Linked DNA regions of Zea mays: region 2 is linked to region 1. Evidence: chromatin contacts called from public Hi-C data. All regions are on one chromosome and are shown on one strand. Each heading gives the region's core, a stretch centred on a gene start, on an enhancer-like site or on the middle of the called end of the contact. The rest is flanking DNA. Distances are from core to core; before and after follow the strand shown. Region 1 holds the start of LOC100303849. Region 2 holds the start of LOC100281015 (caltractin).

The links. A called contact is a pair of places that touch in the nucleus more often than the background predicts.
Region 2: a contact with region 1 is called in a Hi-C map of endosperm, with 5 times the contacts expected there. The contact joins the promoter of LOC100281015 here to the promoter of LOC100303849 in region 1. A contact is called at or near these places in 2 of 25 Hi-C or Micro-C datasets (bundle sheath and endosperm).

What each region holds. Positions count from the first base shown.
Region 1 is chr9:140,557,793-140,563,166 of Zm-B73-REFERENCE-NAM-5.0, forward strand. It overlaps LOC100303849, which reads right to left and starts at 3,306. Exons shown (of 1, transcript NM_001165468.2): 1 at 1,954-3,306. The coding sequence starts at 2,988. The coding sequence ends at 2,380. It also overlaps the pseudogene LOC100275803.
Region 2 is chr9:140,712,894-140,717,784 of Zm-B73-REFERENCE-NAM-5.0, forward strand. It overlaps LOC100281015 (caltractin), which reads right to left and starts at 3,417. Exons shown (of 1, transcript NM_001153934.3): 1 at 2,532-3,417. The coding sequence starts at 3,278. The coding sequence ends at 2,757.

The DNA.
Region 1 (5,374 bases), core at 2,056-4,555:
TCCGTTGGCTGTCCTGAAGCGACGGCAGTCTAATTGCGAGCATCAATTGTGGTTGGCCTAGTTCAGGCGTCATTTCGCCCCGTCTTGCCTTAACGCGTACTCTGTCCTTCAGCTTGAGGCTAACGGATGTTTCTAGTGGTTTCAGAGAACGATTTTTTTTTTGTTAGGAGGAGGAGGTCAGGAGGCTGTGTTTTCAGGAAGGCAGGCAGTGTACGGAGTTAGGCCTCCAAACAAAGCAAGATATCTGACTGTTCAGGAGGTAGCACAGTCCCACTTTGATGTTGGCAGGCAATGTCAGGTATAGAGGGAGAGGGAGAGGGAGAGGGAGAGAGAGAGCAGAGCAGAAACATTAAGCATGAAACCAAAAGGCAGGGCTTTCAGAGCGCTGGCATACCAGTATACCACTAATGAACAACAAATCTAGGCTACCAGAGACAACAGGTCCTCAGCAGGTAAGGCTGCGCGGCGGCTACGGCGCCGGCCGGCCATACACCAAAAGCCAACGCTATCATTTGTACGTCCAAAACCAACACGGCGACGACTAGCGGTGCCGGAAGAAACCACCGTACCATTACCGACCTTCCGGCCTGCCGGTTTCTCTTTCAGACGAGAAAAAAAGGAAAGGAAACCACTTTGCAGGAAATTCGTGACGGGCGGGTGCAGTGGAGCTTTGGATTGGACGGGGCCGGTAAGGTAGCAAGCTTGCAGGCTAGCTAAACTAAAAGAGGACGGCGGGCGGCCTTCAGTTCAGCTAGCTGTTCTCGGGGGCGGGCCGGCCAATGGCGTGGACGGCACAGCACGAGGATATATATGCTCCTCCTCCTACGCACTTGTAGAGGGAGTAGGCAGGAACATGGCACTGTAGGATATATACAGTAGTACACGGCGCCATTGATCGGTGTTAATGCTACTGCGCAACATGACGCCACGAGTCATGATAGGCGCCTACGGCCTGTCACGTAGCCGCGTGGCGCGCACAGCCTAGCAGTGACACGGCCTACCTGAACAGATGAGGATGGGTGGCGACGCGCCAATCATGCATCGGCCACGTCGCCACCGCCCCGTGCCCTGCCATACGTACGGACCACGTGGAGGCTTCGGCCTCGGTCCCGGCCCGGACGAGGCCCCGACGCAGAGGCGCGCTGACGCCTGGGCCACCACTCCCCGCGCACATCATGGCTTGCGTGAGCCGCCAGCTCGCCCACGTCCGGAAGCCGTTGTCGCGACGGTGTACACAGGCGCGCCATCCTCCAACCCCACAAGACAGCGCCGTACTTTCGCCTTGACGCACCGGAGCCCGAGCGCCGGTGGGCCGGCGAACGCGACGCCGGGTGAAGAAAGGGAAGAAGCGACCGCGGGATCGGAGCACGAGCACTGTGACGGTGGGTCCGCCTCCTCGCCGGCGCTGTCGGCGAGTTGTTTTTACTGCATGGCGAATGCGACGAGATGAGATGCGAGGGGCGTGGCGGGGCCACGGACCACGCTCTGCGTGCTTGCAGTTGCATTGCACGCACGCCCCCGCTGGTTTTCAACCGGCCACCGGGCGTGCTCGGTCAGATCGGCCACGTGCCCATTGATCCCCTCACACATCGCATAGCATTTCAAGTTCCTTGTCAGTACCACTGCCTATTTCGAAATAAAACAGTCGCGTACCCTCGGATGTTTTTTTTTACCTCTTTATTTTTTTTTACGATGCGGCTGCCAATCCATCTTTTGCTTGCACACGGGTCTGTCGTCTACGGAAGTTTTTTTTTTGGATTTGTGTCTGTACTTCTTCAGAAATCTTGAATCCAAGAAAATGTCTATGCACAATTTAGCGAATGTGATCGGAACCGCGGAAAAGCATGAGAAAATTTGGGTCCAGCAAGTGAGGAGCAAAAAGCGAGCGGTTTCTGTGAAGTACAGCTTAGTAAGTACTTGTAACTATGGTTGTGAGATGATACAATAGTACAAGCAAGCCATGGAGAAAATGCTACAGGATGTTGAGCAAGAAGCACATGAAAGGATGCATCATACACGATGACGTGATCTGAACCAACATTTCAAGCTGCATTCATCGGAGAGCGAATCGAAGCAGGTGAGAACAAACCAAGCTACAAAAGAATCCTGAGCCGGAGGGAGGAGAGGATAGAGACAGCAAAACCACTGTGGGCTACGGCTTCTTCTATCACATATTACAGCACGGGTTAATCGCTGGGACGCCATCGTCGTCGTCGTCGTCTTCATCATAACACTAACCGCTCACCGAACTGGGAGAAACAAGACGACAAAGGAAACTAGAAAGAGGGAAAGCTAGCGGTTAACTAATCCCGAGGAAAAATTCGGGGCGAGGGAAAAAATAGACGGAAAAAAAATTTACAACGAATCCACGAATGTTGGTCACGCCGGCGAGGAGGAAGGGGAAGAGCCGGCGCCGGAAGATGATGAGGAGACGGCGGACAGCGCCTCGGCGAGGGCCGTCATGGCGCGGACCTGCATCTGGAGCGCCGCGATGTAGTCCGTGGTCTCGGCGAGGAGCGTCGGAAACGACAGCTTCCGGCAGCCGGGCACCAGCCGGCCCAGCACCATGGCCTTCCTCGCCACCGGAGGCAGCGCGGCGGTGCCCTTCGCCGCGGAGGCGCCGTGGCGCGGAGGCGGGGACGCGGGGGCGCGAAGGCGCGCGCGGTGCGCGGCCTGGAGGCGGCGGCGGTGGGACGCGAGGATGGCGCGGCTCCAGTGCGTGCGCCCGCGCGCCGCGACCGCGAGCGCGCGGTCGGCCGCCTCGCGCACGGCCCTGCTGCGCGTCGGGGCCGCCTTGGCGGCGGCGGCGGAGGAGGGCCCCGCGCGCACGAGGCGGATCGCCTCGAGGAGCCTGGACGAGTAGATCTCGTGCTCGCGCCGCGTCCGCCACTCGGACGGCTGCGTCGGCGCCGCCCCGGCCGCGCGCTTCCGCTTCCGGCCCCTCTCCTCCACCTCCGCCGCTGGCGTCGAGCTGGACGTGGACGCCATTGCGAGTGCGCGCGCGCGCCAAGAATTGTTGCTCGCAGAAGGAAAACCTGGCGTATCGGACGCGAGGAACAAGGAGCTGCGATCCAACGAGGAGGAAGAAGGAGATGGGCGCTGCGCTGGCTTTGCGCTCGGGGTCGGGGCAGGGTGGGTGGTGGGATGGGAAATAGGGGAGGCGAAAGAGGTGGGAGACGGGGGATATAAAGGGGGTGCGGTGCGGCACCGGCAAATGGCGACGCCGATGCCGATGGTGCTCCACTGCTCGGTTCCCTCCTCTCCTCCCTCCTGTGATCCGCTTGGATTTTCTGCCGCAACGCCAACTCTTCTGCGCTCATGTGTTAATAATGGTAATAATATAATATAATATAATATATATTTTTTTCTTTTTTTTATTAAAAAGATCCTTTGGTTTCTTTCCCCTCCTGATCCAGTCTGCATGTGCGACACTAGGAGTGAGCTGGTCATTATGAGGTCCACTGGGCTTGGACTTTGTGGCCCTGTGTCCACTACAGTGGTCACGATCACAGAGGTGTAGGGATCGCGTCGGCATGATGGCCTTTCCTAGTTTCCTTTGTGTTGAAGAGCGAGTGCAAGCAGTTGTTGAGAACTACGTTACCACGGATCACCAGATCCGCTCCCTTCCCTCCCGTCAGCAATAGAGGCGCAAGAAGATATAGAGAACTCGTCTCCCTTCCCATAAGCACGACAGAGGAAACACACGAGACACTGGATATAGGGTTGGGCATCTGGCCTCTTTCTGATCTACATTCCATATGAGGGGTACAAGTTCTATATATAGAGACACGATAGCCCTCAGGGCTATATTCGGTATTTGCCCACATAACCCTTCATTAGGGTTTCTCAACACTCCCCCTTGGGCGAATACCGCGACCAACACATGCCTCGTTAAAACTCCAAAAAAACCAGTGGGAAAAATATGGAGAAAGAGTGCATGGTGATACAAATTGCATTTGCACTTTGTTGCCTCGTTAAAAACCTCATGTGAGAAACTTCAAGAAAACTCACCAAGGGAAAAAGAGTACAACAGCTGTCATCGGAACAAATTTCGATCCTCTGGGATCTAGATTCTACTGAATCTTCTACAAAGGCTAACTTTAGAAATGTGCTCCCCCTGATCCTTGCAAAACTGTATCAATATTGAAAAATATTTTCTTCTGGAAGTATATGCACATATAGATTTAGCAAACAGATTGCATATCCTTGCAAAGATTATTTCAGGAACTTCACCTCAACTCACTTCTAGGATACACGAGGTAAGTGCACGTATCAACATAAATAAGCCACTTCGACTAGTGGTGTTCGATCGACTAGATCTACATATTTGATAGAAACTTCCATAAAGGTTCACATATTGATCATCAAGCTGACGCCTTCAGGGCATAGAATATGATATTTATTGTCACACGATTGTGATCAATATAAGCATTCGCTCCCCCTGACGATGACATATGTCAAAGTCGTTATCCCTCATAACTTAACCATATTCTTCAAGATATATATCTCATTGTTCATCTGGAATAACGAGAATGGACGAGGTTGGAGTGCTATCATTTTCTATCTTACACCACAATTTATACATAGTAGTGCAAAGCAAGTAACATGTCCTTATATAGGACTTAGGGGATAATATAGTTGCAATAGTACATATTCTAAATATGACACATCGCTCCAGGCGTTCATCCATTGCAACATCTATGATGGTGTAACAAAAGTCCATCAAAAATCGTAATCCATCAGGGATTTTTCATCGATCAGATACATCGTTATAGTCTGTCATTCTGGCACAATGGGGATATTTTTGCCAGTAACACCTAAACCTTGTAGGTTTCTGCCATCGGGGCTTTAGAGGATACCGTAATTCCACATCAAGTGGAAAATACCATGAGTAAAACTCGTGGAATGCACATGTGCTTATTCGGTGAACTTCAAGTCCTTTGGTACCTCATCTTATTCCTTTTCAGGTCTGTATGGGTCTTTATCCCTTTATCGGGATTAACAAATTTTGGTGTTCAACTCAGACTTTATTTCTTCTAGAAAGGTTCCATCAGGGAACTGTAATCTCAACTAGTAGATATTCTCTCTACACTTGAGAATGGTCATTCATCAGGAACGCATTATTCAGTATGAGATTTATATGTTGCATATTTATAATTCAAGAATATGAGTCCTCCTTGGATCTCATGACAGATCTTCTGAACCCTATTAACTGCATAGTTTAATTCATGCCATTTGCCAAATATATATTACATAGCGGAACAGTGTTTATTCAACACATATGTGGGAGGGGTCTCTCACAAGACCACTTGAACCATCGCATTCACCACACATTATTTCATCAGTGCCCATAATGTCCGAACTTCAAGCTCGT
Region 2 (4,891 bases), core at 2,167-4,666, 160 kb after region 1:
GTCCAGTGCCAACATGTGTCCAGGCCCAGCCTGGTGTGGACCTGTCCGCACGGCGCTACTGCTCCCCACCTAAGCGGAGACCCGATGCTGCCGCGTAGCCTACCACGCGTGACGTAATCCAGCGGGCAGAGCCTGGCGTAAGACCTCTGGGCCGCGTTTTCTCTGCATTTATTGCAGAAAAGACACGCCGTCTGACTATCCCGCTGACGGGTGATGTGCCCCTTCAGCATTTAATGTGTCCTGTCCACTCAGCTGGCAGGCGGCGTCCAGGCCATCCTGCAGGCGGCGGGCCTATCCATTGCCAAACAGTACACCCGTGCTACGTGGTGCACTGTGCTCATCCATCATCACACACACGTTGCCAGGGAAGCTTCCCCTGCACGCCAATGCTACGCAGATCGTGGATACCAGGGCGCAAGGAAGATTGCACTGGCACGAACATTAGTCGCTCCAAGTATTACATCCGTTATGTCCCTAGGCCCACATGTCGGGGCTCAGTACCCTTGTACGTGCCCCCCTTTGAGCTATAAAAGGGGAGGCATGCAACGTTACAGGACAGACTCTCTCGGTCCCAAGTCATCAAAGACTCAAGCTCACGAGCAATACAATACACAGTGGAGTAGGGTATTACGCTCCAGCGGCCCGAACCACTCTAAACCCTTGCGTGTTCTTGTGTATTCATCCCCCCAATCTCTAACAAGCTAAACGCCTAGGCCCCTCCTCATCTTAGGATTTAGGGCGGGTGCACTCCGCCACCCGGCCGGAGATTTCCTCTCCAACATATTTACATGTGTGGACTTCTATTACGTTTGCGTATGTTGACCATCCGACAATTCATCTAGTGATAGTAGGCTTCAGGCACCAGTGATAATCTAGTGACATCAATAGCCTTCTTTAGCGCCATCCTTTCATGAAGGAAATACCTTTCGACATTGAATTTCTACGAAGAAAAATCCTGAAAACCGGGAAACTGATGCTTGCTCTGCGAGAAATTCGCACGATTCTTTGAGTGAGAATAAGCAATCCTGTGAAAAACCGATCGCCTCTGATGAACACGGATCGGGCTATGGAAATCAGAATTATGATTAATCATCTTGCCAAGCGGGATGCATTTGGCCCCTGATAGAACATTCGATTTGACGGCTTGAGCATAAGAACGATGAACTTTACCATTTCTGCCAACCTCAGACCACGAAGATTGATCTTCAAGACATAAATCACGATATTCCTGAGCCCAATTATTGCCACCAAAATTCCAGAGATGAAAAAATAATTTGAATTATCACACTCAAATGATCTCAAATTATAGATAATAATTCCCACTTTCTTGGAACAGTCCGAGAAACGAAAGACACGATCCGAAAGCTGCAACATATCGAAGGAGGCAACAAATCCACCAATAACCACTTGCAGAAGAAAACCCACTGATCCGGAGGAGAGGCGCCATTTGCAACGACCAAAGGAAACAACTAGAAGGAAGGTCGAGGAGTTACCCGATTGGTCATGGATGCGAAGGTTCCATCTATTCCAAACAGCATGTTGGAACTCTATTCCAGGGGCGAAGTTTAATCCATTGAGGAGCGGCGAGGGACAATCCCTACTCACCGGAGCCTGTGGATGCCTCGGCGCAGCCAGGCCGGTCCTCAGGATGGACGTGGCCTTCACCCCCCACCGCTAGCCGCCTTAAGGTTGAACTCTCTAATACTAGTAAGGTGCACTTTCTGTTGTCATGGTTATTAACAAACCGATAACATTGTTATGGCAGTGAGTTACCGAGAAGTAGTAGAGTTACCCCTCTATAGCCTTGGGGCATGAACATCTGCATGATAAAAGGTAAATCAAATGCTAAGTCTTGTTCCATTCCGGCTTCTCTTTATCCTTTTAGTCAGTGCTTAACGTTCCTGTTGACTTGTGCTTGTCATAATGATATCTGAAGAATTGTTGCTACCATTCTTCAATCATGTTTTTGTAAAGTTACAAAACCGTCATATGTTGTTATGTGCAATCTTTTCCAGGTTGAGAGAATGACATGAAAGTCAGCACTAGCAAATTATGTTTAGTAGCACAAGGAGCATTTGTGTAATTACAAGGATTTGCCTTCAATAGAGCTTGAAGTCGCTCCTCATGATGAAGTATTCTGTTCAAATGATGAGATACAGATGATGAAGTATTCTCTTCAAATGATGAGATGCAGACACGGTGGCCTTTAGGACAAGTAGACCCAAAGAGCGTGAGCAGGAAGGGCCAAAGTCCTATTATACTCTAATATGACTATCTGTAGTTGTAGTTAAATCGTTTTATCATACACTGCGAGTTAGAACTGTTTGGCTTTCAGAAATTGAAATGTATGGCTGAAGTCCTTTTTACAAACTTTATCTTAGGGCTAGCATGGGAACTACATTTTTCTAAGTAATTTCTATTTTTTCAAGAAAAATAAACTAATTTCTCTTTAAAAAAATAAAAATGTCTCAGAAAAATGGGTTCTTAGACTAGTCGTTAACGTGGAGAGAAAATTTGAGACCAGCATTTTCGATATAAACTCCCATTGGACTTTGCAATGTCTGATATATGATTGTCGGGTCCAGAGAAAGCATCTCAAACGGCCATCATGCGAACTTTTTATCTCGTTTTGAATGGTCCTCCGTGAACCCCAGTCAACCACAGACAATCGACAGACAACGCACCACGCTCACCAACCGAAAACCCCAAGAAAAAGAATACAGTACTCCGCACAACAGCCCATGGATCTCTCAAAATCAAAAGGCGATGCCTTCCAGGTCGACCGCGAGCACTCCGGCTAGCGCCTCGAGCCCCACGCCTTCACCGCCGTCCCCTCCGCCAGCGACGCGGATCATGGCGCGGACCTCCTCGTCCGCCGCGGGCATCCCGGCCCAGTCGAGGTAGGCCTTGAGGTCCTCGAAGCCGACCATACCGTCCCCGTCCCGGTCCATGAGCCGGAAGGCGCCCTCCATGGCGGAGCGGCGCCCAGCGCCTCCCGCGGCGGCGGCGGCCGCCGCGGCGCGGCCGGCCAGCAGGCGCTCGAACTCGTCGTACTGCACGAAGCCGTCGCGGTCGGCGTCGGCGGCCGCGATCATGGCCGCGAGGTCGTCGTCGTCGAACCGGTCGCCGGCGGCGGGCCCCGCGGCGGCGTAGAAGGACTTGAGGTCGTCCCGGCTGATCCGGCCGTCCCGGTCCGCGTCAAGCACGTCGAACGCCGGCCTCAGGTCGCCGCCAGCGCCGGAGAGGTCGAGCCCCAGGTACCTGCCGGTGGGGCACATGTTCGCGGTTCGCCTGCTTCGCCGGGACTCGCGAGGAGAGGACACAGTGGGAAAACTCGGGGAACAGTCTGGACCTCTGGATCGGAAACGTGAGCCGATTCTGCGGAGGGTCGCGGCTAATTGCGGTGCGGCTTGTGCTGTTGGCATCGCACGGGAGGCTGACATTTATAGGAGCGGGAGGCGAACTCTCCCGTCATCGAGGACGTTTGCCGTGGACACGGTGCAGGAAATGGTGCGTGTGACGCGGTGGGATCGGGTGCTTTTGTGGTGGGACCGATGAGTCCGGTGCAGCGATGAGTGGTGGACGAGGTGTTTTAGGGGGGACCTGTGTGACTGGGAGACGGTGACATGTCAACGCGGGCAGGAGATACTTTTGAATTGGTTGGCTGGCTTGAGATCCGTGGTGAGCTTGCGACGCAAGGAGCCTCAGCTTGACGGGCAGCTGGGGTCGGCGTGGGTTTGGACCAGGACAAACTGGAAGACGTGTTGGGTGACGTCTTTGCGGCCACATTCTTGCGGCGCTGGGCGTCGCTCTCCCGCTGAGATCTTCCGTGGCGTCAACCGGGGATTCCATTTCCACCTGCCCGCGCCTGCGCAGTTCTCTGAGACCGTTCCCGTGCTTTCGTTGCCACGAGTTTGCCGCTGTAAACTACCAAGCACCAGCACGTTGGTATTTAAAGAAAAAGGAAAAAATCGCGTGACAGCTTTTTTCGCTGAATTCAAGCTTTTGTTTCTGAATCTCTTCAAAGAAAAGTCACTGCACGGAAAGAAAAGTCCGGATTCCCAGTTTTCGTGGAGGTGGAACCTGTTGCTCCAATACCGACGGTAGAGAAAAAAAGATTTCTTTATATTTTTCACGGTTTCGACAATGACGAAATGCTCTAGATTACCAGTCGCCCAAACTCTTACGAATGGCGAGTGCCTGGCGTGCATATTTTACTGGACGAGAAGGACGCGACGTGGCAACGTGGGCACTTGGCACCGGCGGACCATGTGCCGTGGCTCGTGTGATGAAAGGCTCGCCATTTGCTTGGAGCTAGCGGGAGAGCGGCAGACAGGCAGACCATATACAACAGTCAAGTCACACACATACATCAGCTACGAGACAACAGCCAGACTGGTCCAAATCGATATGGTACGACGCTAGTATTGTCACGGCCTGGCTCACTTTCTAGGACGGCGGTCGATCAAATGTCACATGGCTCTGGCACTGAGCGGTAACCGGAGGTTCATGAGCAGCTACGTGGAGCACGCCTGGTCAGTGATTTAGGGAGGGCACTAGCCTGGTAATGGTATTCCGACCATGCAAAAACAGAAATTAACCTAGCAAAAATTAAATTTAACTAGACTCATAAACAGTAGTATCAAAAAACTATTTTAAAATAAAATGTTTTAAATTTAACTAGATTCATGAACAGCAGTATCAAAAAAAATATCGTAATGAATCTAGACGTTTTTATGCTTGTTTTTAATACTCACAATAATATCTCATACATATATACAAACCATATTGGTCATGACCAAATTTGTACTAAATCTAACAAATTCAGATATTAAATTGTACACAACGGAGGGACCTACGCTCAAGACATTGACGACTCTATTCACATGAG